Regions from separate parts of the Mus musculus genome. Here regions 1, 2, 3 and 5 are each linked to region 4. Evidence: chromatin contacts called from public ChIA-PET, HiChIP or PLAC-seq and promoter capture Hi-C data. All regions are on one chromosome and are shown on one strand. The core of a region is the stretch at or near the end of the contact, and the rest is flanking DNA. Distances in the headings are between cores, read along the strand shown.

Evidence for each region. Promoter capture Hi-C pulls out the DNA fragments that hold promoters and counts their contacts. ChIA-PET counts read pairs in DNA pulled down with a chosen protein or histone mark. HiChIP or PLAC-seq counts read pairs in DNA pulled down with a chosen protein or histone mark.
Region 1: a promoter capture Hi-C map of pre-B cells shows a contact between it and region 4, with 9 times the contacts expected there. The contact joins the promoter of 4933407G14Rik here to the promoter of Bcr in region 4. A contact is called at or near these places in 5 of 39 promoter capture datasets (the 3T3-L1 cell line, the C10 cell line, hippocampal neurons and 2 more), 1 of 15 datasets of contacts at CTCF or cohesin (the NIH/3T3 cell line), 24 of 484 Hi-C or Micro-C datasets (the Ba/F3 cell line, the C2C12 cell line, CD4 T cells and 17 more), 10 of 115 datasets of contacts at active chromatin or transcription factors (CD8 T cells, bone marrow-derived dendritic cells, embryonic limb bud and 7 more) and 2 of 9 other capture datasets (embryonic stem cells and liver).
Region 2: a contact with region 4 is called in an RNA polymerase II ChIA-PET map of memory CD8 T cells, with 17 read pairs. The contact joins the enhancer-like site here to the promoter of Bcr in region 4. A contact is called at or near these places in 1 of 39 promoter capture datasets (stem cell-derived epiblast-like cells), 1 of 15 datasets of contacts at CTCF or cohesin (the NIH/3T3 cell line), 16 of 484 Hi-C or Micro-C datasets (B cells, the HL-1 cell line, the N1E-115 cell line and 11 more), 8 of 115 datasets of contacts at active chromatin or transcription factors (CD8 T cells, embryonic forebrain, embryonic limb bud and 5 more) and 1 of 9 other capture datasets (embryonic stem cells).
Region 3: a contact with region 4 is called in an H3K4me3 HiChIP or PLAC-seq map of pro-B cells, with 4 times the contacts expected there. The contact joins the enhancer-like site here to the promoter of Bcr in region 4. A contact is called at or near these places in 1 of 39 promoter capture datasets (hippocampal neurons), 1 of 15 datasets of contacts at CTCF or cohesin (the NIH/3T3 cell line), 3 of 484 Hi-C or Micro-C datasets (embryonic stem cells, frontal cortex and nephron progenitors) and 6 of 115 datasets of contacts at active chromatin or transcription factors (the 230-238 cell line, embryonic stem cells, extraembryonic endoderm stem cells and 3 more).
Region 5: a promoter capture Hi-C map of liver shows a contact between it and region 4, with 3 times the contacts expected there. The contact joins the promoter of Upb1 here to the promoter of Bcr in region 4. A contact is called at or near these places in 8 of 39 promoter capture datasets (the 3T3-L1 cell line, 3T3-L1-derived adipocytes, the HPC-7 cell line and 4 more), 2 of 484 Hi-C or Micro-C datasets (the HPC-7 cell line and liver), 2 of 115 datasets of contacts at active chromatin or transcription factors (embryonic forebrain and large pre-B cells) and 3 of 9 other capture datasets (adipose tissue, embryonic stem cells and macrophages).

The regions. Positions count from the first base shown.
Region 1 is chr10:75,446,690-75,451,970 of GRCm38.p6, forward strand. It overlaps 4933407G14Rik (RIKEN cDNA 4933407G14 gene), which reads left to right and starts at 2,821. Exons shown (of 3, transcript NR_045841.1): 1 at 2,821-3,764.
Region 2 is chr10:75,423,312-75,428,574 of GRCm38.p6, forward strand. Upb1 (ureidopropionase, beta) reads left to right here. Exons shown (of 10, transcript NM_133995.4): 4 at 1,182-1,276; 5 at 4,870-5,031. Among named protein-coding and RNA genes, the nearest start is that of Upb1, 19 kb to the left of the region's middle. Within about 2 kb of position 1,355, at least 31 of the 459 cell types and tissues checked have an H3K27ac peak or open chromatin away from gene starts, as enhancers often do. A contact at or near this core is called in CD8 T cells, Th1 cells, group 2 innate lymphoid cells and 3 more, where this site is marked.
Region 3 is chr10:75,489,826-75,495,189 of GRCm38.p6, forward strand. No RefSeq gene overlaps it. Among named protein-coding and RNA genes, the nearest start is that of Gucd1, 25 kb to the right of the region's middle. Within about 2 kb of position 2,251, at least 35 of the 459 cell types and tissues checked have an H3K27ac peak or open chromatin away from gene starts, as enhancers often do. A contact at or near this core is called in the 230-238 cell line and pro-B cells, where this site is marked.
Region 4 is chr10:75,059,177-75,064,190 of GRCm38.p6, forward strand. It overlaps Bcr (BCR activator of RhoGEF and GTPase), which reads left to right and starts at 1,720. Exons shown (of 23, transcript NM_001081412.2): 1 at 1,720-3,134. The coding sequence starts at 1,850.
Region 5 is chr10:75,403,196-75,408,726 of GRCm38.p6, forward strand. It overlaps Upb1 (ureidopropionase, beta), which reads left to right and starts at 3,716. Exons shown (of 10, transcript NM_133995.4): 1 at 3,716-3,964. The coding sequence starts at 3,861.

The sequences.
Region 1 (5,281 bases), core at 1,571-4,070, 390 kb after region 4:
GGAAGTGGAGTGGGACCTGGAAAGGGCTGGAGGTAAAGAAAGGGGGAGAGAAAAGGACAGAGAGGGGAGAAAGGAAGAGGGGAATGGGGGAAGAGGTCGGCCATGGTCACGTGGGATGGGGTGGCGGGTGGTGTGAAGAGTAGATGGGGAGAAGCCTGCCCCTTCTTCTAAGGGGCGAGGCTTGTACCTGGCTGTTGCTAGGTAACTGTTGGGCGGAGCCTAGAAGAATGCTAACATTGATGGTGATGGGAAATCCCAAGCTTGGCAGCCCCAGAGCAGGTCCTCAGAGAAGGAGCACAAATTCTAAGACAATCCTGTGAGCCACACATTGAAAAGGGATCGAGATAATAACGAACAGAGATTAGGTGATTAGGGGGACTTCTGATAAGACCCTAGAAACATAAATGCACAGGGAAACAAGATAATCAAAACAAAAACACAGTGGAGAGGAAAAGCCATGGTCGTTACAGCGCCGCTTCCCCGACATCGGACCTTTTATTGTTATGAGAACAGAAATGTTAGCAGCAAGCTAAGGCTCCGTTTGTGAAATGCTTGCCCCAGAAGCATGAAGCCCTGGGCTGTGACTTCCATTACCTATTTAGGAAGCTGGCTGGGACGGATTGTGCCTATAATCCAGTAGCTGAAGAGGTGGAGACACAAGAATTTCGGGGACTTGCATAGCCAGTCACTTGGCAAGTGTAGTGGGGGATCCTGTCTCAAAAGTGAAGGTGGAGAGGGCTGGAGAAATGGCTCAGCTCTTGCACGTGGAGGCAAGGCAGTGCTGTAGGGTTGGTTCTTTTCGCGGTTGGGAAGATCAAAGTAAGGTTTTCACCTTTGCCTGGCAAGTACTTTTACCCACGGAGCTATTTCACGAGCCACGTTCTTCACTTTAGGGAGAATTGTAGGGACAATATCCTTTTGAAATTTTATAGACGTTTAACTCTCGAGCCCATTTAAGATTAAAACCACAAATGTCATGAAGGGCGGCAGCTGCAGCAGGTGTCCACATTTGGGTGCTGCCCAGTGTTTGTGAGCAGCCAAGTGTGGGGAGCCAAAGATGTCTTCAGTGTATGTCAGCCACGTCAAGGATCTACTCTACAGATCCATGGGAACGTTATCTCTCTAGATGAGCATAATTACGAGACCATCACAGAAATTCACAGCTGGATACAGTGCAGAGATCAACAGATTGTGGGGAGCCAAGCAACAACAGACACATAGCTACATAGCTCCTGCATCTATAGCTTGGGGGGGGGGGGCGGAGATTAGGAGATTGAGACTGCCAGGAAGTCTGCTGTGAGACAGTCTCTCCTAAAACAGCTACATAAATAAGACTGGAACAATCACAATAGCAATGGGCATATTCACATGAATGGGGGGGGGGGTCATTTCACAGTCTCTCACTCCTACACAAAGAACTACAGGCAGCTGTTGACTACTGGGCTGTAGCAGGAATAGTGGGACAGCCTCTAGGGGCCACACAGCCCCAAACGTATCTCCTGCAGGAGAACCTAATTGAAGACTACCTGAGAGACCAAGGATTGCTGGTACAGACAATGCCAACCAATCAAGATCTGCTGTTTAGAAAAGGTGCTTCCTTGGGACCAACGAGGGTATTAAAGGAGCTTGCAGCAGTGTTTAGAAAGCTTGCTGCAGCGTTTCTCACGTGCTCCCAGAGTCTCCGTTGACTCTGCACTACCTCAACACCAACTCCCAAGGGCAGGTAGGGTCAGGCAGAGAGCAGCCCAGGGCACAGGCAACACTGGGAAGGAGTATCAGCCTCTCCTAAGAGGTGAGAACCATTTGATTCTCCAATGCAGGGTGGTCAGCCTTGAAACCATCACTCACAAACAACAGAAACAGACTCAGCAAGGTATGTGTGCGTGCGTGTGTGTGTGTGTGTGTGTGTGTGTGTGTGTGTGTGTAAGAGAGAGAGACAGACAGACAGATTATCAAAAAGAAGCTATCAAGTTGAGAATGTGAGCCCATGGGAGAGGTTTGAGGGAAGGGACCTAGGAGGGGCTGGAGAGAGGAAATGAAAGGGAGAAGTGTTATAATTCTATTTTAATTTAAAATGTTTTCTTTTAAAGAAAGCAAGCTGAACACTATGGGAGGCAAGCCCAGTAAACCATTCCTCCATGAATTCCCGCTTCAGTCCCTGCCTCCAGGCTCCTATCTTGGGTTCCTATTCAGACTTCCTGCCTTGACATCCCATAATGAAGGACTGAAATGTTGAAGTGTAAGCCAAATAAACCCTTTGCTCTCCCAACTTGGATCAGATCATCCTATTTATTCAACCAACAGGGGAGCAAACTAGGGCAGGAATCCAAGGCTATCCTAGATTGCATAGCAAGCTCAAGACTAGCCAGAACCAGTGAGACTCTGCTGCAAATCAAGATCTAGGTAAGTAGTTCAGAGGCACAGTGCTTGTCTGGCATGCGCAGAGCCCAAAGTCAGTCCCCTAGGTCTGCTTTCTGTCTTCCCTGAGCGGCATTCCAGTGGCGAGGCAGATGCACAGCCAGACAGAGCCCTGATCTAACAACAACATGTGTTAGAGACACAGGGGACATTCGTGAACAGAGAAGAGGCCATGTAAGGACACAGAAGGCAGCCATGGCACACCCATAAAAGAAACCTCAAGAGAAGCCAAACCTGCCCACACCCCCATCTTGAACTAGGAGCGACTAGAACTCTGAGGAATAAATGTTTGTTGTCTAAACCACTCCTTCTGTGATGTCACATTATGATTTCATTACACAACTAACATTCTCTCACTATGAGTTCATACACACACACACACACACACACACACACACACACACACACCTACCTCAGCCAGAACATGTGCTCTTACATACTCAGGGTGTGTAGCTATACAGATACAGTTCTAGGAGGCATCCATGCCAAGAGAGGGAGAGGGAAATACTGCCCACTGGCCAGGATCAGTTGTTACAATGGAATCCAGTCTAAGTATACAATAAGCTCCTGAACTTTTAGGGGCATGGGAAATGAGCTGTCTGCTCTCAAATGCCACATTTGCCTTCTTGTCTATGTATCCCAAGTCCCTGAGGCTCAGCAGACTCCCAGAGTGCATAAGGAGATTCCATCAGTTGGGATACACAGGTGTATGACTAAGTCTCAATTTCCAGCTTCATTTTATGCTGGGTGCTTGAAAAACTGTTATTTATTTAAAAGGGGGAGGGTCATTAATTTCACATCTGTATTCAGTCAAATGCCCTTCCCCCACATGCTCTGTAACTGTTAAGACATAGCTCAAGGATAAAATTTAATTCTCTGGCTTGGTATTGAACACCTAGTCCAAGGTTGGCCAGTCAATTGCTATAGTTTCTTGTTAACCTCTGACTAAATTACAAAAGAACACGTCCTTGAAATCTTTCTGACACCCATGTGTATATTTAAATCCAATCCATATGGCAGGATATGATACAATCTTCTAAGACAGACGGTGCAATGGTCACTGTCTCTTGGTATTCACATTCCCATATGAGAATTAAAACTAGTAACTTTCTTTGAATATAAAGCACAGGGAGTTTCTTGGTTTACAACAATAAATTCCTTCATCGAAAGCTGGGAATAGCAGGAAGCCGAAATGCATTGCAAACGTCTGTCCTACTGAATGTAATAGCTCAGGACAATTGTATTAGCCTACGGATGGGAATAATCCAACACAAAACACGTTTGATTCAAAGCAGTGCCACAGGTCCCACAGTGGTTGCATGTGCGCTCTTCATACCACCTGAAAGGTAAGCGTTCTAAAACCTGTACGTTGAGGACTGTCTGGAGAGCAATCATGGTAGGTGGTGTTCCTGAGATGCGGTAGCCAAAGGACCAGGGCTTCTATCCTGCTCATTCAACTGTTTCGCTGTAAGAAAGTGTTAGAGCTGTCTTATAGAGAAGCCTGCATCCCGGGATCCAAACCCTACAAAGGACCATGTCAGTGAACTTGACAGTGGAGTCCCTTCAACCCCATCCAGCCTTTAGGATGAGAGCTCAATTATAACCTGAGGCACCCAGTTCTTGAACCTAGACCCTCGACCACAGAAATGGTCGGATAATACGTTTGTTGTCTGAAGGCACAAATATTAAAGTAATCTGTTATGCAGTAACAGACAGTAATATCCAATGTAGCATAATGTGTGCCACAGCAATGGACATCGGAAACACAAGACCCGACTCCAATTCTTCCTCTGACTTCTTGCCTAGAGCAACCTTTGCCTGACCTGAATGTGAGAGAGATGTTCTCATGGGTCATTTTATACACCACTGTCACGTCTTGCAACCTCTCTTGGTTTTGTCCTTTTGAGAAACTGGAAGCCCGGAACCACTTAAGTTCCTTTTGGCCTTTTGTTTAGACAGAGCAGGTGTTTGGACAAACAGATAAAAAAGTCGGTTTTGAGAAGTAAGAACTGTGCCAAAAACAAGCTGTTTGTTCGTGTTTGGAAGAAGACTCGAGGAGCAGAATTGAAGCAGATGTTCGGTCTGGGAAGAATTGGCTTCTGTCTTTATCAAAATGAGACTTCAGTGGCAATCACGAGCAGCCAGTCCCCCTTGAAACTTGTTCCTGGTGATTTCGCCTTCTTCATGGGCAGCCTAAGCCCCATTGGCAATTGTGACCGGCGACAGAGAGAGCAGCTCTTGGACACTCTAGGTCACTTGAGAGGAAAGGAAGCCAATTATTTTCTCAGGCCTTCTTGTCTCAAGGTTATTCTTTTGGGGGTGTCTGCAGCGGGACTGGCTGAAGCCTGTTTCCTACACGTAGCTCCACTTATTAAAACACAAATCACACACACAACAAGCCAAGCAAAGGGAAGAGGAGGGAAAGGCTGGAGATCAGAGTCATTGAGAGTTCAGGCTAAGAATAGAGAGGAATTCAGAGAGCTGCTTGGCTGTGTGACCTCCTGCAGGGACTTGGCAAAAGGCCAGTGCAGCTCTGGTATTTCTATGCTTTTACAAAGATCAAGTTGGCCTAAGAGGCAGGACACTGGGTACCAGGCTTGGCTCTGGAGTTACAGGAAAGCATAAGCTGACATGAGTACTGGAAACCCAACCTAGGACCTCTAAAAGAGCAGTCAGTGCTCTTAACTGCCGAGCCATCTCTCCAGCCCTTAGACAGCAAGACTTTTAACCGAACTGGAGAAGAAATGGATGAACACAAGATGATGTCATTGATGCCCGACTTTGTCCAATGAGGGTGTAATTGCATGTCCTCAGTGAATGAGGGATAGCTACAATCTCTACTGATTTCACAATCTGTGCAATC
Region 2 (5,263 bases), core at 105-2,604, 360 kb after region 4:
ACCATGTTCCTACCTGGATGATAATGTACTAAACTTCTGAATCTATAAGTCAGCTCCACTGGCTTATGTTGTCCTTATAAGAGTTGCCTTGGTCATGGTGTCTGTTCACAGCAGCAAAACCCTAACTAAGATACCCAGGGTAGTATAACAACATCATACATAGCTGAGAGTCTCAGGGTCCACTCCTAGTTCAATCCTTCTGACTCATTGTTTTAGTTAGGATTCCTGTTGCTATGAAGAGACACCATAACCGCAGCAACTCCAAAGGAAACCATTTCATTGGGGCTGGCTTACAGTTTGGAAGTTCAGTCCATTACCATCATGGCGGGAAGCATGGCCACATGGAGGCAGACATGGTGCTGGAGAGCTGAGAGTTCTACATCTTGATCCTCAGGTAGCAGAGGTGAACTGTGAACCTGGGCTTAAGCCTCAGAGACCTCAAAGCCTACCCCTACAGGGACAGTCTTCCTCCAACAAGGCCATACCTATTCTGAAAGGGCCATACTTTTTATTGGTGCCACTTGCTGTGGGCCAAGCATTCAAACACAGTCTATGGGGGCATTCTTATTCAAACTACCACACCCCGTACAGAAAGGTGCTGTTGTGAGCACCATATGTATGGAGATGACACACATTCTTTACTGTTCCTATATACGTATCCAGTGTTGGGAAGCAAGCAAATGCAAAGAGGTGACTTTAGGTTTAGGGACATGACTCAGTGGTCGAGCACGTGTCTAACATGCGTAAGACTCTGGGCTTAACCCTCAGCACTGAAAACATAGAACTCTGGTGGTATAGACAGTGATAGAATGGTTAGTTTGCCCAAAGACCTAATTTTGAATTCAGTACCACATGCATGCACTCATGTTCATTAATTTAATTAATTTCTACTGAACTAAGTCCCTGGCAAGGTCTAGCTAAAGATCCTGAAAATGATGCCTTTGTCTTTGGACATCCCCCTCCTGTCCAGTAGTTTCCAAACTTTTATAGGTTTATTTCTGAAAAAGCTTCCCTGTCCCCAAAGAAAAAAGATCCCAGTGGTGACTTGCTCTGGCCTGAGGATACCCTCTAGGGGTCACCTCATTCGTTCCTAACCTACCTACCTCTATCTCTCTCTGTCTCTCTCTGTCTCTCTGTCTCTCTGTCTGTCTCTGTCTCTGTCTCTCTCTCTCTCCCCACAGATATGCCGTTCGCTTTTTGTACACGAGAGAAACTTCCTTGGACAGAATTTGCTGAGTCGGCCGAGGATGGGCTCACCACCAGGTTCTGTCAGAAGGTGACCTTAACTGTGCTCCGGTAGCGGTGGCTGGCCAACCCACGCGGGCTGCAGAGCACAGCCACAGCTGTCTGATGTGCCTCTTCAGTGTGGAAAATATTTACCAGAGAAGATTAGATAGTACTTGGACACTTTCATTATTGTCAGGTTTACTTTCATTTTAAGTTTGTAGTTTCAGAGCTACAAGGGCCCTTCCTGGCTTTACCAGTGACAAGCTGCAGCCCGGGGAGAGATGGTTTGGAGTGACTTCATGGAAAATCTGTCAAATGATGGAGCTGCCACTCCAGGATGAGAGTCATTTATCTTCTCTAGACCTTTGCCCTTCCCACTTGCCGTAATTGAGTGAAAGTTTTAACACACAGTCTGTCTCATAGTGTAGAGATTGTTTTTTATTTTTCCTAACCAAAACATCGTTATATATGAGATCTGATCCCAATTATAAAAACTGTCCAGAACACTCAAATCTCTAGAGACAGGAGAGAAAAAAAAAAGTCAGGTCAAAAGGGTTAGGAAAGAAGAGGAGCGTCTGCTAATGGGTGCAGGGAATCCTTTGCAGGCGGTAAGAATGTATCAAAATTAGCTCGTTATAACCATTGCACAACTCTGGGATACTGAGCACCAGCAGCATATATATCACCTTATAGGGATGATTCTGGGTGGGCGGTGGTGGCTCGGGCCTTTTATCCCAGCACTCAGGAGGCAGAGGCAGAACGATCTCTGTGGGTTCTAGGCCAGCCTGATCTACAAAGTTCCAGGACAGCCAGGGCTACACAGAGAAACCATGTCTTGAAAAAGCAAAAACAAAAGAAACAAACAAACAGAAAAGCAAACAAACAAACAAAAAAACAATGGATTTATTCCTTTGAACTATATTTCAGTAAAGCTGTTATGAGAAAAATCCATACTAGTCAAGAAATTATGAATGGTAATGTGTCTTTATTCTCAGCTCCAACAGATTTCTGTTCTCATTCAGACTTTGTATCATGCTTAAGGGGGTTTGAGACAGAGTCATAATCATAGTGATTTTTTAAAAAAGGTGGGCAGGTCATGGAGATTTAGCTCTTGTGCATGGATTTGCATCCATATCTCCAGAGTGGTTTTTCCCCCTTTTAATAAAAGCAAGTGCAGTCTCTTCTTTCTTCGTTCTCCCACCCTCCACTAGGACAGTTCAGCACAGTGGCCCAGGAGTTGCTGGATGCTGCATGTTTGACCTTGGACCTGGACCTCCAAGGAAATAAATCTCTGTTCTCTATGAGCTACCCAATCTCTCTTATTCTGTTGTAACAGCACAAAACAGACTAAGTGGCAAGGTATCTTACTATAGCCGAGAAGAATAGTGATAATTCATTAAGAGTTTTTTTGAGATGGGTACTTACTCTAGGTTTAGTATCCTGGAGCTCTCTAAATATGTCTCCCAATCTATTCTCAAACTCTTAACGTTCTCACCCCAGCCTGCCAAGTCTCAGGACTACAGGTATGAACTACCATACCAGACTCGATTTTACTTATTTTTTAAAAATATCGTTCAGTTATTCTTTGACAGTTTAATACATGTGTATAATATATATTGATCCTATGCACCTCCAAGCTCCTCCCATTCCACAAGACACACCCCCAACATGCCCCCTCCCCCAACCTTTGTGTCCTCTCCTTGGTTTTGGTAATTCAAGAGTACAATTCATTTTTTTTCTTTTTTTTTATTACGTATTTTCTTCAATTACATTTCCAATGCTATCCCAAAAGTCCCCCCCCCCCACTCCCTTACCCACCCATTCCCATTTTTTGGCCCTGGCATTCCCCTGTACTGGGGCATATAACGTTTGCCTGACCAATGGGCCTTTCTTTCCAGTGATGGCCAACTAGGTCATCTTTTGATACATATGCAGCTAGAGTCAAGAGCTCTGGGGTACTGGTTAGTTCATAATGTTGTTCCTCCGATAGGGTTACAGATCTCTTTAGCTCCTTGGATACTTTCTCTAGCTCCTCCATTGGGGGCCCCGTGATCCATCCAATAGTTGACTGTGAGCATCCACTTCTGTGTTTGCTAGGCCCCGGCCCAATTCATTTTTTTTAATCCTATGAAGAATATCAAACTTGTCATCTGCCATGCTTTTGCCTATACAATTCAACTCTATGAAATGTGTCCTCTCTGCTGTACTGTCAAGATCTTGAATTGGAGAAATCTAAAACACTGTAGCCATTGGAGATTCTCCTAGTACCTCTCCCTTCCTGCCCCTGAGAAGCAAATTCTCCTTTCTATTTCTGTGAATTTCATCACTCAAGGATTCCTTTATACATGAAAACCATATATTGTATTTTAATGAGATGATATCATTAGCACAGTGCCCTCAGGGTTCATCAGTCTTGTAACATATGATAGGAATTCCTGGCATGACGTGGGTGGATAATATCTCATTGTCTTCACACACCACATTTTGTTCAGCCCTTCATCTGCTGATGGACAGAGGAAGCTGCTTTTACTTCTTGGCTCTTAACGATAAGAAATAGTGCATCTCTGAATATGGCTTCATCATTACATAGACCTGTCTCACTGAGTGCCTACTGTCTTAGTTAGGGTCTTACTGCTGTGAACAGACACAATGCCCAAGGCAAGTCTTATAAAGGACAATATTTAATTGGGGCTGGCTTACAGGTTCAGATGTTCAGTCCATTATCATCAAGGCAGGAGCATGGCAGAGTACAGGCAGGCATGGTGCAGAAGGAGCTGAGAGTTCTACATCTTCATCTTAAGGCTACTAGCAGAATACTGGCTTCCAAACAGCTAGGATGAGGGTCTTAAAGCCTGCACCCACAGTGACACACTTCCTCCAACAAGGCCATACCTTCTAATAGGGTCACTCCCTGGGCTGAGCATATACAAACCATCACAGCTTACTTTTTCGTTCTTTGAGGTGTGTATGTACAAATAGTATTGTGTCATAGTTCTCTGTTTAACATTAATGAACATCCATATAATTTCCTAGAGTGCCTGTGTCACTTTATATTCTCATCCCACCATTGAACAGGAATGATTATTCATATTCATTCATTTCATATTCTCTCTCTGTGTGTGTCTCTGTCATCTTGGTTTCTCTCTCCATGGTCTCACTATATAGTCCTGGCTGGCCTAGAACTCGCTGTGTAGATCAGTCTGACCTCATGAATGCTAGAATTAAAGATGTATACCATCACATCTGGCTATTGATTATTCTTATGTAAACAGCTGTGGGAATCAAGACAGCATTAGCATTTAGTACTTTTAAAACAAATAATTGTTTGGGGCTGGAGAGATGGCTAAGTAATTAAGAGCACTGACTACTCTTCCAGAGGTCCTGAGTTCAAATCCCAGCAACTACATGGTGGCTCACAACCATCTGTAATGGGATCACATGCCCTCTTCTGGTGTGTCTGAAGACAACTACAGTGTACTCATATAAATAAAATAACTAAATCCTTTTTAAAAAAGTAATTTAAGTAATAGCTGGAACCTAAGTCTATGTATTTAGGAACATCACTAAATTCTTCTCCAGTTTAAAGAAGTGAAAGAGTAACAATCTACCCGAAAGAGAACATGATGGTTTTCAATTCCCCAGCTGGCAAAGAAGCACAACATGGTGGTGGTGTCTCCAATCTTGGAGCGTGATAGAGAGCATGGGGGAGTTCTGTGGAACACAGCTGTGGTGATCTCCAATTCAGGGCTGGTCATGGGGAAGACCAGAAAGAACCACATCCCCAGAGTGGGAGACTTCAACGAGGTACGTGCCAGTCCGGATTCGGAGGGCTTTCCTGGGGGCGGGGGGAGGTAGTTCTGTATCGGAGGCTGTGAAGTGTGACCCTTGCAGGGGGTTGCTGCTGTAGTCTTCAGAGGGTCTGATAGTGTTGCCCTGCATCACACAGACAGATGAGATATTTCAGTCACAAAACCTTTTAGCAGCATGGGATGTAGAGATGTTTTATATGTGTGAGGTAACTTGGCTTTCTGCAGTA
Region 3 (5,364 bases), core at 1,001-3,500, 430 kb after region 4:
ACCAATGAAGTGTTGCAAGGCTAGCTATACAAGTGCCCTGTCTCTGTCTATTGAGTCCTACTTATACTCTCTCCAAATATCACATATCCTCTCATAGGTCTTGCCTCAGCAAAACATCAAGGGAGTCTTCATCACATGACACAACCAGAAACTTCCACTTCAGGCTTCCACTGATGTGGCCAGTGATCTCACACACACACACACACACTGGATGAAGCAAAGTAGGCTCCAACATATATACACACACATACATATAGATATGTACGTACATATAGACAGACAGACAGACATATACACAGACAGACAGATATGTATTCAGTGGATGGAGAAAAGCTTCAACAACCTTACATACACACACACACACACACACACACACACACACACACACACACACACGGGGAGGAGAGAGATATTAAAAGCCAGAAGGGGTTTGGACTGTCTTGCCGACTCTAAGAGACCACAAATGCCAGCCCAGGTTACTATACCCAGCAAAACTTTCAATCATCATAGATGGGAGATGTTAGTCTCCCAACATCAATGGACTCAATTCCCCAATAAAAAGACACAGGCTAGCAGAATGGATGAGAAAGCAGGATCCTTCTTTCTGCCACATACAAGAAACATATCTCAGCAATGAAGATGGACATTGCTTCAGAGTAAAGGACTGGGAAAAAGTTTTCCAAGAAAATGGACCCAAGAATTGAACTGGAGGATCCATTTTTGGTGAACACCATGCAGGAGCAACTGCAGTGGGCAACTGAGCTTCCTGGAGACAGCCCACTGTCTTGCATGGCTGCCATGAGTGAATCCTAGAAGGTACAGCCCCAGGAGCTTCATCCTAAGATTTCTTCTGACCTCTGTATCTGATACTATTCTATTTACAGTTGAAGTTATCTTTGAAAAAAAATTAGTATAGGCTTCTTTTGGTCTTGTATGATTTTAGTAAACAACTCGAACCTCTTTCCTGATTCTTCAGTTTTGTCCCAAGCATTTAAAGTTGCTAAATGACATAGCTCCAAGGTGTTATCATCAAATTCCAGCTGCTTTTGTAGCTCAGCATATTGACTTTCACTTAGCAACTGATCTTGGGAAATATTTAAATCTCTGGCCCTATTTCATTGTTCTGTGGCCCTAGCTTCCTCTTTCTTCCATGTTCACCATTGTAACTGAGGGCCATCTTCCATTATAGCTGTTGCCAAATCTTTCCAGTCTTAGAGAATAATTCTGTTCTGAGTTGCCCATGAATTAATATCTGCTTCACATATGGTGAACACATATGAAATGATCGCTTCCTTGAATCTTCTCAAATCTAATACATCTATAGGATTTTCTTTAATTTCTTCATAACCTTGGGGGCATCTATCATTTGCTGGTAAGCCTTACATAGTAACTGGATGAACTAAAGGTTGGTTTTCAAACAACCTTGGGCTTCCTCTCTTCAGTTTCATTATTTGGTGGCATGGTAGGTCCTTGTCTAAATTCCTCTGTGTCTGAGTATTTTCCTTAATTTTCATCTTTCTTTCTAAGGCTTGTCTCTTATCAATTCACTTATTCTATTATTTTAGTATAAAATAGGGTTTATTCAGGGCATAGGGAGAGGAGTTGAGAGAAAGGCAGGGGGGGAAGTGAGAGAGAGAGTAGAGGCCAGCATGAGCATGTGGGGGGAGGGGAGTAGGTAGAGAGGGGCAAGAGGAGAAGAGAGAGAGTAAGAGCCACTTATCATATTTGACACACACACACACACAAACCCCACTATGGCCATTAAGGGTAAAATCTGAACTACCAGACTGATAGTAATTATAATCAGTATTATGTCAATCTCAATTAAGATACTATCTTTTCATTTTCTGCTTATATTTTTCAAGCCATCTGGAGCAGCAGTAGCAGGGTCCCTAGTGCATTGTATTATGGTATTTCCCATCCTTAACTCTCTCTCTCTGAGGACTCCCAGGTGCCTTAACCAAATCTGATGGCTTCTCAGTTTGTCTGTAGCCGGCATGATTTCTTCGTCCATGTGGTCATGCCACACGTTGTAGTGCCAAATGTTGTTCTTCATAAAAATCTCAAATGTTTGCTTTTACCAAGACAGACTTGGGAGCCAGATGCTGGGTTTGAAAGCCTCAGAGAGGCAAAAAAAAAAAAAAAAAAAAAAAATTACCCAGCTGGCCTTCCTCCTCAGCCGACGTCCCAATAGGAAGCTCTTCACACTGTCTCAAAAACCTCAAACTGAATGCCCCCCCTCTTCTACTTCCTGTGCATTTCTCTATCCATCCTCTTGACTTCCTCTTGCTCTTTATGATTTTTTTCCTATGTTCACTTCCTGTCAATTAGATGCTTGCTCCACCTCTTGACCTATGGTTAACTTTATATAATCTTTCTTATGATAAACAGAAACCTCTTGGATTAAAGGTCTATGCTATGGCTGAGTCACACCACAACTAGAAACAGTTTTTTCTTCTTCCAGTAAATAACACAATCCAGATATCCTGCAACATGTCTTATTTTTGAAGTCTTGTTCAACTAAACTGGCTAATCATCTATTGTCTATTCTCATACTGACAGTAGAATAATCTACTCTTTATTCCTAACCCTGTCTTTTCGTGGTCCACTCTGAAACCTATGTCCACATTCCCAAATCACAAGATCCAGGAACTCAGACCTAACCTAGAATGAGTGTTTTCTTTGATTGTTGTCCCAAGCCTATTTTTCTCTTCCAAGTACAATTGCACGCTTATAATGCATGGAAGCTCACGGTGCACATTTTCTAACCTATGAAGCCTTTGCTAGTCTACAAGGGAAGGGGCATGTTCTACTCTAATTCTAACTTTATTATATCTTTTTGGCAAAACAATGTAAATCCCCTTAAACTTTCTATAAACTACCCTAACTTCCCCCAAACTATTTAAATCAAATCACAACTTCTGTAAAAAATCATTGCTTCATCAAAATAAAATTATTTCACCAAAGTTCACCTTCATATTGACCTGCAGGAAAACTGACCAATAAGCCCAAGAAGTCATCATACCAGACTATAGGCAGTAAGGATCTCTCCATGCCCAACCACACCACGCCAGATGTATGAGGACGATAGCAGTGACAGACATGAGAAGGAGCAGCAGCAGCATCAAGAAGTAATCCAGAGATGAATCCCTCAGGACTGTGCCTCTCCGAGGTACATCCATTGTAGCTGTGCAAACTGGTCAACCGTCTCCAGAAATCTCACTTGCCCACTTTCTTAGTTAGGGTTTTATTGATGTGAGCAGACACCATGACCAAGGCAACTCTTATAAGGAAAACATTTAATTGGGGCTGGCTTACAGGTTCAGAGGTTCAGTCCATTATCATCAAGGCAGGGAACATGGCAGCTTCCAGGCAGGCATGGTGCAGGAGGAGCTGAGAGTTCTACATCTTCATCTGAAGGCTGCTAGCGGAAGACTGGCTTGATGAAGGTCTTAAAGGCCATGCCTACAGTGACACACCCACTCCAACAGGGCCACACCTTCTAAAAGTACTACTCCCAGGGCCGAGCATATACAAACCATCACACCCACCACAGTTCCTCCTTTATGGCATCCACCAGACTACCTTGAAGTAGAATTCTCACAGAAGAGTCCAGTGAGGGAAGCCATCAAGTTTAGAGACAGTTGGGGTAGTAAGGATGACCTGGGGGTAGTAAGGATGACCTTTCTCCATTTAAGAAGAAAGAGGAGGGGGGTTGTGATCAAAAGTAGGGAGGAGGACCAAGTCCTCAATGTTGTTTGAGGAGGAAAGGGAGTCAAGGGTGACACTGAGGCAAGCAGTAGTGGGTGTAGTTCCAACAGAGCATGTGAAAATAGCGAGCTTAACAGAGGAGAAAGGAGGTGATCAGGGAGAGGTGACAGCTAAGACAGGCGACCAGGAGGCAGAACCAGCTGTCCATACTTGAGCTCAAAACAAGGGATAGAGGTTTCTCTGGGAAGGCCCTCAGTCTCAGGAGAGCCAGTGGCAGAAGTTCTTGGGAGACTTTGATCTGAGGGGATGGTAGAAGAGTATAGGGCTTTGGGACCACAGGGTGAAGAGGCACCACTGCCAAGTTAATATGTCGGAGATCCTGAACCAAGTGATAGGTTCCATTGGGCTTCTTAACTGCAAGTACGGGAGTATAAAGGAGAACGATCAGAGATAAGGGGATGAAGTCCTCTGAGGCTGTGGGGTGAGAGGGGGAGTATTGAGCCCAGGTGATATATTTGGTGGGATTTTGTAATCATAACGATGAAAGGAGAATGATGCTTGACTAGAGGGTGCCCCATACCTGGGGATCTACCCGGGAGGCTGGTAAGGGAAAGGGTGTGTCAGGTTGTGTGGTTTGGAGGAAAAGGACGAGAAAAAATGGCTGTCAAGGCTAGGGTCAAGCAGATAATGGGGAGCAAGAGAAATAGACATTCCCATAGAAAAGAGAGGTGAATCCCCAGAACTCCATCAGGATTGAGTAGGTGGCCCCCTGCATCCAGAAGGAAGGAGATTGGACACTCTCATACTGTGATGACTACCTAAGGCTCCCTGCCAGAGTTAGTGGTGGCTGGACCAAAGGAGGTTGGGCCCCTTCAATTATCCATGGCCTGGATCTGGGAGATCAGCTGGAGAGGATTCTGGGTCTGATGCCCTTATACCTCCAGGGACATGAGGACAGTCAGTAGCCCGACTATTGATGGCACTTTGACAATGTCGGAATGGCTTATGAGACCTCGGACAGGCCCAGCCCTGTGACTTCCTGACCACAATTGGGACCTTGGAGACTCTTTGGCTCTGGGGGAGTCCCAGGAACCTGGGCAGTTGATGAGGCCGGCTGAAAGGCCTCAGCATCAGGTACTTTTGTTTTTGAACTTTTTCACCTCTCCCATGGTATACCTTAAAGGCAACAGTTAAGACGTCTGCCTGTGAAGTCAGGGGTCCTTTCTCTAGAAGTTTAAGTTTGGCCCTAATATCAAGAGAGCTCTGAGAGAAGAGGTAGGTCATAAGGAGTTGTCTTCTATTCTGGAGTCTTGGGATCCAGAATGTTATATATAAGAGGGCCTTTGTAAGGCATGCTGGGAGTTGAGACAGGTTTTCTTGTTTGTACTGGATGACCTCACAGATTTTTTTATTATTTACCACTTTAAGGGCCTTATGAATTCTGGGTAGGAGACAAGTTATAAATTGACCCCTAGCTCAAATGTCCCCTGGAGTATTGTAATCCCATCCAGGGTCCTGGCTGCAGAGGGCCTCAATCCCGGTGGGGTGGGCAGCATCAGTTTGGAGAATTTCATCTGCATTGATCTGGGGTCGGCCTGATCCCAGACTTGCCTGCGTTCCTCAGGGAGACTCTCTGTAAAGACCATTGGACTT
Region 4 (5,014 bases), core at 470-2,969:
CTGTTAGGGATTAATCCATGTCTTACCAAATAAGACCTCTACCATTGAGCCACGCCCCCAGCGAGGATCAGGCTTTTTAACTTGCTCATTCTACCAAGGAAGTACTTCACTGTTGTGCTTCTGGGATGCCTGCTCTCTCTCTCTCTCTCTCTCTCTCTCTCTCTCTCTCTCTCTCTCTCTCTCTCTCTCTCTCTCTCTCTCTCTCTCTCTCTCTCTTTGTTTTTGTTTCAAAGCTCAGAAGTCAAGTCACCAGCAAAACTATTTCTTCTCTGCAATTGCGTTGTTTACTGCCTGCTGGGCAAGAGGTAGGCGGGGAAGGAAGGAACAAGAGATTAAAAATGTCTACAGAGGGCAGCAGCGAGCTGCACAGCGCTCACAGAGTTCCTGAGCGGGGCTCCAAAGACTCGCCAGCCCTACCAACGTTAACACAAACTGAACCCTACTAGGTGCAGACAACAGGCTGGATGGAAGCGAGTTCCAGGGCCGGAAAGAGAATCCCGGCCTAAGTCAGGGAGGCCCTGCTGATCTGGCTGCTGGCGCTGGGCTCTAATTCTCTAGAAAAGCATGATAACAGTTTATAACCAAGGAAATAACAGTTGTGGAAGCAGGTGTTCTGGTTTTATCTCAGAGCTCGGGGAAACTGAGGCACGGAGATGGGAGAAGTGGTCAAAATTGAAGCTGTTCTTCAGCTGCCAAATCCTATTGCCTTTCACCTCACCCAGCAGGCTGGCCTGGGTTTCATTTTGTATTCTGGAGAGTTCCTGCAGAGAGCATCTCTGCTAAGTGCCTCAGATCCCTAAGCTTCGTTGGGAGCCATTAAAGATTTCCTGTCTTCCACCAGCTCTGTTGCTGAGAAGGAGGTGTGCGATCCTTTCACAGAAAGAAAAAGACCCCGAAAATACTACATTGGCCTCCAGAGGTCAAAAGTCATTACTCAGGAAGGGAGATACGTTGACCGAACAGATGGGGAGACATTCCTAAGTTATCATTCAGTGTAAGGAGTCCGGTGACAACTGAGTGGCCATTGTGAAGCTTCATCACCCACCTCCAGCACCAGAGGTTCACTGGCTAGCACCCGGGCTGTTGGCTTGCACCGTTGACCTGCCCCGGTTGATTTCTCAATAGTTTGGGCCCTGCTGGGTGTTCATTGGTGCGGTCAGCACCGAGGTTGGTGGATGCAGAAAAGAGGAAACAGGCATGAGAGTCTCCGTGGTGAAAGGATCGCTTCGAATCACCCGGTCTGGGGCGCCTCTGTGTACAGAAGGGGATCAGACCGGTTAGCAGCCGTCCCGGGTCCGATTTAAGGACCCAACGCTCTTCCCGCGGCGCGGCCCCTTTAAGAGGCGCGCCCAGCCCCGTCAGCCGCTCCGCGGCCACCGCCCCCCGGTCCTCCCCTTCCTGCAGCGCTGAGTGCGGGCCGGGGCGGGAGTGCGGCGAGAGCTGGCCGTGTCGAGCGGAGCGCCTGCCCGGAAAGCTGCGGAGCGGGGCGGGGCGGCGCGGGAACCGGAGGCGAGGAGCCCGCGGGGCTGCGGCCGTGGGCCGGCGGTGGGCCTGCTCTGCGGAGGACGGCTCCCGCCGCCGCCGCGCGCGCTGCGGAGCCCCGCACACAATAGCGGCGTGCGCAACCCCGCGCCCTTCCCCCCGCCCGCGCGCGCCCCCCACCCCCAGCCGCCGCCGCCGAGCCTCCCACCTCACCTGCGGCCCCCGGGGGCGGGCATTGTTCGCCGCCGCATCCGCGGGGCCATGGGAGCCACCGGGCTCCCCAGCCCGGGCCCGGTGAGAACGCCGCGCCGCCGCTGAGCCGGACTCCGGGCGCGCAGCTCGGCGGCGCAGGTGAGCCGGCCGCGCCATGGTGGACTCGGTGGGCTTCGCCGAGGCGTGGAGGGCGCAGTTCCCGGACTCGGAGCCGCCGCGCATGGAGCTGCGCTCGGTGGGTGACATCGAGCAGGAGCTGGAGCGCTGCAAGGCCTCCATTAGGCGCTTGGAGCAGGAGGTGAACCAGGAGCGCTTCCGCATGATCTACCTGCAGACGCTGCTGGCCAAGGAGAAGAAGAGCTACGATCGGCAGCGCTGGGGCTTCCGCCGTGCAGCGCAGCCCCCCGACGGCGCCGCCGAGCCCCGAGCGTCCGCCCCGCGCCCGCCGCCCGCGCCCGCCGACGGCGCAGACCCGGCGCCCGTCGAGGAGTCCGAGGCGCGGCCGGACGGAGAGGGGTCACCGAGTAAGGGGCGGTCAGCGTCCGCCCGCAGGCCAGCGGCTGCTGCATCGGCGGACCGGGACGACCGAGGGCCCCCCACCAGCGTGGCGGCGCTCAGATCCAACTTCGAGAAGATCCGCAAGGGACCTGCCCAGCCCGGCTCTGCCGACGCCGAGAAGCCCTTCTACGTGAACGTCGAGTTCCACCACGAGCGCGGCCTGGTGAAGGTCAACGACAAAGAGGTGTCCGACCGAATCAGTTCCCTGGGCAGCCAGGCCATGCAAATGGAGCGCAAGAAGTCCCAGCAGAGCGCCGGGCAGGGCCTGGGGGAAGCACCCAGACCCCATTACCGTGGGCGCTCCTCGGAAAGCAGTTGCGGCCTTGACGGTGACTATGAGGATGCAGAGTTGAATCCCCGCTTCCTGAAGGACAACCTAATAAATGCCAACGGCGGCAACAGGCCCCCTTGGCCGCCCCTGGAGTACCAACCCTACCAGAGCATCTATGTCGGAGGCATGATGGTGGAAGGGGAGGGCAAGAGCCCTCTCCTGCGAAGCCAGAGCACTTCAGAGCAGGAGAAACGCCTAACCTGGCCTCGCAGGTCCTACTCGCCTCGGAGTTTCGAGGACAGCGGAGGTGGCTACACGCCGGACTGCAGCTCCAACGAGAACCTCACCTCCAGCGAGGAGGACTTTTCCTCTGGCCAGTCCAGCCGCGTGTCACCAAGCCCCACCACCTACCGCATGTTCCGGGACAAGAGCCGCTCACCCTCGCAGAATTCGCAGCAGTCCTTTGACAGCAGCAGCCCCCCGACGCCACAGTGCCAGAAGCGGCACCGGCAGTGCCAGGTTGTGGTGTCTGAGGCTACCATCGTGGGTGTCCGCAAGACTGGGCAGATCTGGCCCAGTGATGGGGACAGCACCTTTCAAGGGGAAGCAGGTGAGTGCCTTGTGTGGGCATACTTGGACCTGTTCTGGACTCTTGAAGTAGATTGGCATGGGAGAAAATGGGTACTTTTTGGAGTGATTTTCAAGTGCTTTTGTGCCTCTTTGGCCCTGCGCCTGAACTGACTCCACCCCCTTCTTCCTGAAGGGGAATGGATGGGGGTGGGGGAATAGAAGGGAATGGCTGGTGGTGTGCTCTCTTGGGTCTAGATCTAGAGCAAGGTGGGTTTTGCGGAAGTATTGGGAAAGAGATGGCCACGTGCCCTCTCCAAGCTGGACCACAAAGTCGGTCATCTCTGCCACCTGGATTAACTCCTTGAGTGGGGCGCGGGGGGGGGGTGTGTGAGGGGGAGAAGGTGATCTGTGCAGGCTCTCCACAACCCGCCACCTGGTTGTTCTGGTCTTGGAGTGGTAATATGACACGTTGGGGGAACCCAAGATGTGCAAGCTGCCTGAGGGCTTAGATGTGTCAGATTCACTTGTCAGCCAGTGAGCAGGTGAGGAAAGGAAGCAGAAGTTGTGACTCAGTGGGCTACTGAAAAGCAAGAGGTTGAAGATCTTACGTGAGGTAATCCCACACCATCCTGACTGATTTGGCTTGGACAGGTCTTACCCATCATTACTCACCTGTAGACTCCTCCATCAACTGCCACTGAATTTTGTCTGTCGTTCTTTTTCAAACCCAGTGCTGTGCCAGTTCAAGGCATTCTTACACCTCTGAGTTAGGTCTCCAGACCCCACCTTCTTTTCTGGTCTTCCAGCGTGCTCTTGCCCCACTTCATTTTCTCAAGGGTGAGCTTTCAACAGGTTCTTTTTCTATTTTTTATTTTTTTCCAAGACGGGTTTTTGTGTGTGTGTGTGTGTAGCCCTGGCTGTCCTGGAACTCACTTTGTAGACCAGGCTGGCCTCTAACACAGAAATCCACCTGCCTCTGCCTCCCAAGTGCTGGGATTAAAGTGTGCCACCACTGACCAGTTTATTCAACAGGTTCTTGTTTGAGTCTCCTAATCTATGGTCTGACTCTAGCGCTAAGATAAACCATAACTTCTCGGCTGCACACAGCCACCGTTGGGTGTGTGGGGTAATGGGAAGAGGTTATGGGTTCAAGGTCCAGGCTGAATTTTCAATCGGAGTGAGGTGGGAGGGGTGCCGGCAGGCATAGGACTTGGGGGTGTACAGCTGTCAGGAATCTCTTGGCGTCTTTGCCTCTGTTGATTTGAGCTGATCTGGTCTTTTGCTTCACTGATTTTTCCCCCCCTCTTGCTGATGGAGTTGCACGTGCTTCATTTGTCAGAATCCTCTTGATAAAAAGCGAGGCTATTTTTGGCGCTATTAAGCTGCCTTTCTGTGCCCAGCACCCTGTCCTGTTCAGCAGCCTCCCGCTGCTGATCTTCCTTCCATCTGGGTTGATGCTGTGTGTAGCTGGACCTACCTGCCTCTACCCTGGGCCAGCTGCGTTCCTTGTCTCGGAGGAAGGGATGAGGAGCTGTGAGAGTCAGACATTTGCTCTGGAGGCACAGCAGCCAGCTCCTCTCAGGTCTGGAGGACTGCCCAGTGATTACTGGGCACCAGCCACATCCAGCCAGCTGTTTTTGAGGTGAACTCATCTGAGCTGGCTTTTGGTGCTCTAGTGATTGGGGGCATTTCTCATAAAGAGCACGGAGAGGCTTCCACGGAGACCAGTCTGATATTCTCTTGCCGGTAGGGAGTTCTAAGTTTCCAGAAAGTGGGGCCTAGCCTTTCCTATACCTACCGTAGAAATGACCATGCTGCCAGCCACATAATCAAACGTAGTGCAAGTCTGAGTAGGTAAAAGCAGGATGAGAAGGAGGTGGGCCCTGAGAGGGAGACAGGTTAGCTTCCCAACCAATGGCG
Region 5 (5,531 bases), core at 2,466-4,965, 350 kb after region 4:
TTCCATAAAGAGGTTACAAGGCTGGACCACTACCGCTCCATCCAGCTTTAATCTCTCTTCCAATCAGATGTAACCCTTCAACAAGTAGGGTCAAGAGTATTTTCCATGCCTATTCAACCAGAGAAAGCCTCCTTTGACCTTTCTAAAGTTTTCCTTCCCTGTTTTAATTTATTGGAGGTTTCATTCATTATAGGAAGAATGTGTGATTAAGCCTCTCCCAGTTATAGCAATCTGGCCCCCTATGGGTGAGTCCTGTGGCATAATAGGAGGGTTCCCATGCCGCTAGAGCAGTGGTTCTCAACCTATGGGTCCTGACCCCTTGTGGGGGCCAAATGACCCTTTCACAAGGGTCACATATCAGATCTCCTGCCTATCAGATATTTACAGTGCGATTCCTAACAGTAGCAATGTTACAGTTATGAAGTAGCAACAGAAATAACCCTATGGCTGAGGATCACCACAGCATAACGAACTGTATTAAAGGGATCAGAGGCATCAGGAAGGTTGTCGTCTATGGGACTAGATGAAGTTTCTATGCTCTTTGGAACACAAAGATTTCTAACCATTCACTAACAAAGTAACACTCTTCGGGTGAGTAGGGAAATGGCAGGCAACTCCAAAATGAAGTATGAGGATCAGATGGAATCCCCGGGTGTCTAGTCATTGTCTATCAGTGCTCCAGACAGGTGTTTTTTGGGGGTTTTTTTTGTTTTTATTTTTGTTTTGTTTTTTTTCTTTTAGCTTTGCAGGTGAATCTGGAAGAAACCTCCCACCCTTTTTTTTTTTTTTTTTTTTAATTTTGGTTTTTCAAGACAGGGTTTCTCTGTGTAGCCCTGGCTGTCCCGGAACTCACTCTGTAGACCAGGCTGGACTCGAACTCAGAAATCCACCTGCCTCTGCCTCCCAAGTGCTGGAAAAAAAGGCATGTGCCACCACTGCCTGGCGAAACCCACTTTTTAACGATCAGGAATATACAGAAAAAGTAATGACGTTGAGGGACACTGAGTCGTCTTCTTTGGTGAGAGCGACCTTGTACTTTTGAGAGGATTGATTTTTTTTCAGCCTTTTCTTCTCCAACTTCAAAGTGTATTTTGCTTTATTAAGTAGTTGTCAAGAACAGATATGTATATTTGTTTCTTTGTAAGAAGTCACAGTCATCTGCAGAAAAGGAAGGCATTGGTTGTGACAGACCACGGGGTCCTTTCCGGAGACTGCTACTAAGATAAAGCAAGAATCTTGACATCACTGCTGAAGTTTCCCGGTGAGAAGGTGGGAGTTTAAGACAGACATGCCTCTCAAAGGCATTTGCTGCTCTTCGAGAGGATCGGAGTCTGGGTCCATATTCAGTAGCTCAGAAAGGCCTGTGACTCTAAATTCATGGGTTCTGATACCCTTTTCTAGACTCTGAGGGCACCTTCACACTTGTGATATTCATGAACACATAAGCACACATACACATACATTTTTTAAAAAATAAAAATGAATTTCCTTTTCAAAAAGAAAAGGTTTTAGTACAGATTTTAAGCCCCATGATGGGGCAGGCAGGCACTCACATGACCGATGTGCGCACACACACACACACACACACACACACTCACACACACACACACACACACTCACACACTCACACACACACACACTCTCTCTCTCACACACACACACACACACACACACACACACACACACACACACTGGACCAGGACACCCAAACATGGACGTTTTGTCTCAAGAAAGATTGTGCTTTCTGAGTGTGGTAGGGACCATCTTTAACCCCAACACGTGGAGAGGAAAGCAGGTTTGAGTTTGGGGCCATCCTGTTATACTCAGAAAGTTCCAGGCCAGTCGGGAATACATAGCGAGGCCCAATTTTTAAAAAGGAAAGGAAAAGGAAAGAAGGCTACAATTAGGTGTCTTTACAATAGCCACATATTCAATCGTCCTGGCTTCTAAAGTTACATTGTTTAAAAGGTAGATAGATGTCCATGTAAGGTTGGTTCTAGGAAAGCCGGGCAGTGGTGGCACACACCTTTAGTCCCAGGCACTTGGGAGGCAGAGGCAGGAGGATTTCTGAGTTCAAGGCCAGCCTGGTCTACACAGTGAGTTCCAGGACAGCCAGGGCTACACAGAGAAATGCTGTCCCAAAAAAACAAAAACAAAAACAAAAGGTTGGTTCTAGGACCCCTAGCAATCCCAAATCCTGGAAGCAAGAGTCCCTTCTTTAACATAGTGTTGTATTTGCAGATAAGCTATACCATCTACTTTAAACAGTCTCTAGATAATAATACCTAACTATGTCAAATGTGGCACAAGCTAAGGTCATCTGTGAGGAGGAAACCTCAGTTAAGAAAATGCCTCCGTAAGAAGGGGCTATAGGGAAGTCTATGGGACGGACATTTTCTTAATTAAAGGTTGATGGGGGAGGGCCAAGCCCACTGTAGGTGGGGCCACCGCTGGGCTGGTAGTCATGGGTTCTGTAAGAGACTGAGCAAGCCATAGGGAGCAAGCCAGTAAGCAGCACTCCTCCATGGCCTCTGCATCAGCTTCTGTCTGCAGGTTCCTGCCCTCATGGCTTTTGATGAAGAACTGTTATATAGAACCGGGGGCAAAATAAACCCTTTCCTCTCTGGGTTGCTTTTGGTCATGGTGCTTTACCACAGCAATAGTAACCCCAACTAAAGGTAAGCTTAATCCAGTGTAAGTGCTATATAAGCAACTGACACATTGTATTATTTAGGGACTAATGTGGGGAAGGAGAAAATCCTTACAAAACGGGCACAACTTGGAGGAAACTTTTTAATCAAGTTTGGTTGAATATGCAGCGGCGGGATCTACACTCAGAGTGCCAACTGTCTCTATGTCTTTGTCTCTACTGTCTTTTTGTTATGCTTTGTGAAGTCTCCCACACAAATCTCTCAGCTTCTAGAAAAGGAAGACACTAGAAGCTGTCAGAGAACATCAAAGCGGTGATATAAATATCTTCAGCCACACCTTCTAGCAAGGTGGCGATGCTCTACCACTGAACTAAACTGCGGCAAGTGGTCACCGCATTCCAATTCCACAGATAAAGCAGCAGATGACCCGAGTAGCAGGATAGCTCCCCAGGTCACAGGAGTAAATCAGGGTCTGGGAGTGCTTCCCTGCCACCCCAGCTCCCAAGTATATGGCCTCTGTAAGTTACAGGGAACAGCAAGAGGGTCTTTCTCCACTCTGCAGCTGGCAAAGCGCACATGTGGGCATGCATACCACAAACGGCAGAGATCCCAAAGCGGCATCAGAGTACAGAGAGTAACCTGCTCGGGATCCCATATTCTGCAGTACTGATTCCAGGGAAACCAAACTTGCTTCTGACTCATGTGATTTGTGGCTCAAAGGAAACCAAAGGCCTGGTATTATCATAGTGCCAGGACTCTGGACTGGCCCCTGAAATACTCAGATGCCAAAGTATTGCTTCTTGTGCCCATCAGCAGCCCCGTGTAGTAGTGGGCCGGCGTGGCTGGCTGCCCTGTTCTGCTGACCCAAACCTAGGTAAAGTTACTTCAGCCCATCAAAGATCTAAGGAAGAAGGAGGAAGAAGGAGGCGCCTGTGTTAGGGAAAGCCTCCAGGGGCGACCTGCACTGATCCAACCTGGTCACCAGAGAGAGCGCCAATAGAAAAGGTCTGCCAGGAATGTCCTGAGCATGTATTGGCTGCCCTCCATAGAGGCGTGAGGAGGGTGTTGCCAGCATGTGAACCCTCCTCACAGAGCACCAAATCCCGTGCCTCTGGAGACCTGCCAGGCTGCTGCCTCCTTCTCCCCATACTCCAGGCCGAGGGCAGGCCATTCGTGTGGGACATCAGTCCCTGCAACCAGCTTCTGGCCATGGCGGGACCGGAGTGGCAGTCCCTGGAGCAGTGCCTGGAAAAACATCTGCCGCCTGACGATTTGGCCCAGGTGAAGCGAATTCTCTACGGCAAGCAGACTAGGTCAGAAACCCAGATGCTGAGTTTGGGGCTTTTGGAGTCACCCATCTGTGGGCTGGAGGAGCAAGGGGAGGGTTTCTCGGATGCGACTGGCTCAGTGGGGGCAGTGATGAGGAACCCTGTAGTTCACTTGCAAAGGCCACATGTCGTGAGAGATGAGAATCTTTAGGGAGGTGACTCTTACAAACCATACTTTCATTGCCCCAGACTCCTTGCTTCCCCAGCCCCGCCCCCGCCATCGCCCACCTTGTGTGGAACAAAATAGGACCGAAAATGAATGTGTCTCTTAAAGCTATCTCCAGGGCCACTCCAACTTTCCTCCCCTCCCTAAGCTACTAGCTTTGCCTCAGACCGCAGCTACCTGGTGGGGGGGGGGGGGCTGTCCAATACCTGCAGTGAGGGTCTCGTGAACCATCCTTCCTAGCAGCTTGGAGATAGAGGAATACTGGACCAAACTAACTTTCCAGACAAGAGAATTGATAACTCAAGTTTTCCCACTCTGGGCAAGCTCACCAGATTTTTTTTTATTCCTTTTGTTTTTATTAGAGTTGGGCATCTGGTATAACAGGTATAACAGAGCTGGAGGAAAAAAATACCCCTCCCTCTTGGTCTTCAGTTTCAATCTATTTTTCTGGAGCAATCAGAAAGTTGTCTTCAAATGGACTGTTTCCTTGTCCTTTGCACAAACGCTATAATGGGTTTTCTAGGCTGTTAGAACAGAATGTGAACTCTGACCTTGCTAAACCTCTGTCCAACTCTTGCTTATATTGGCCTGCTCAGGCCTTGTCCAATGTAGCTTGTTTGCTCTCTGGACTGCATGCCGGTGACCCTGCATTAGAACCTTGATCAGCCAAAGATAATTGATGAAATCACTGGTTCCTGGCAACCTTAGGGTTCCTACAGGGAGGCCCGATCCACTAAATCTACCGCAGCAAGTGGGTGGTAGAAGAACTTCATTGGCATTTTGTTAGCTCCCCCACCCCCCACGCACACGCACACACACACACACACACACACACACACACACACACGAAACTGTCTCCATAATCTGTGAGAGGCTAGATGACCCTAAAATGCTCTCACTTTCCACCGTACTTACAAGATCAGCCAGCCATGAGGATGGGGGATGTAGCTCACTGGCCTGCTGGGCATGCCGGAGGCCTGGGTTTCCACAACCCCATGCAAAACCCCCCAAACAACAGCAGCAATACATTAGTTAGATGAGTAGTGTTAGAATCGAGGCTTCCAAAGAAGATCAAAACAAAAACAAAAAAACAAAGCAAGGAGCATCTTAGCCCAAATTCTAGGAATGCTAATTATTCTGTTTTAAGGGTAAAGTGAGCACGTTATCCTGAAAGATTTTGTTGGTGTCTGAGGTAAAATCAAGGGTTATTATGAAGAAAGAAATATTTCCCATAGAAATGACTGGTACACATTCGAGGTAGGACTGAGGCCAGGTCAGAGATTACCGAGTAAGAGGGTTTATATCAGCATTTGGAGAATCACAAAGCAGGGCAGAATTGTAATGGAGGGCACAATGCTAACTGGGGCTAACCTGTGCTAACCTGGG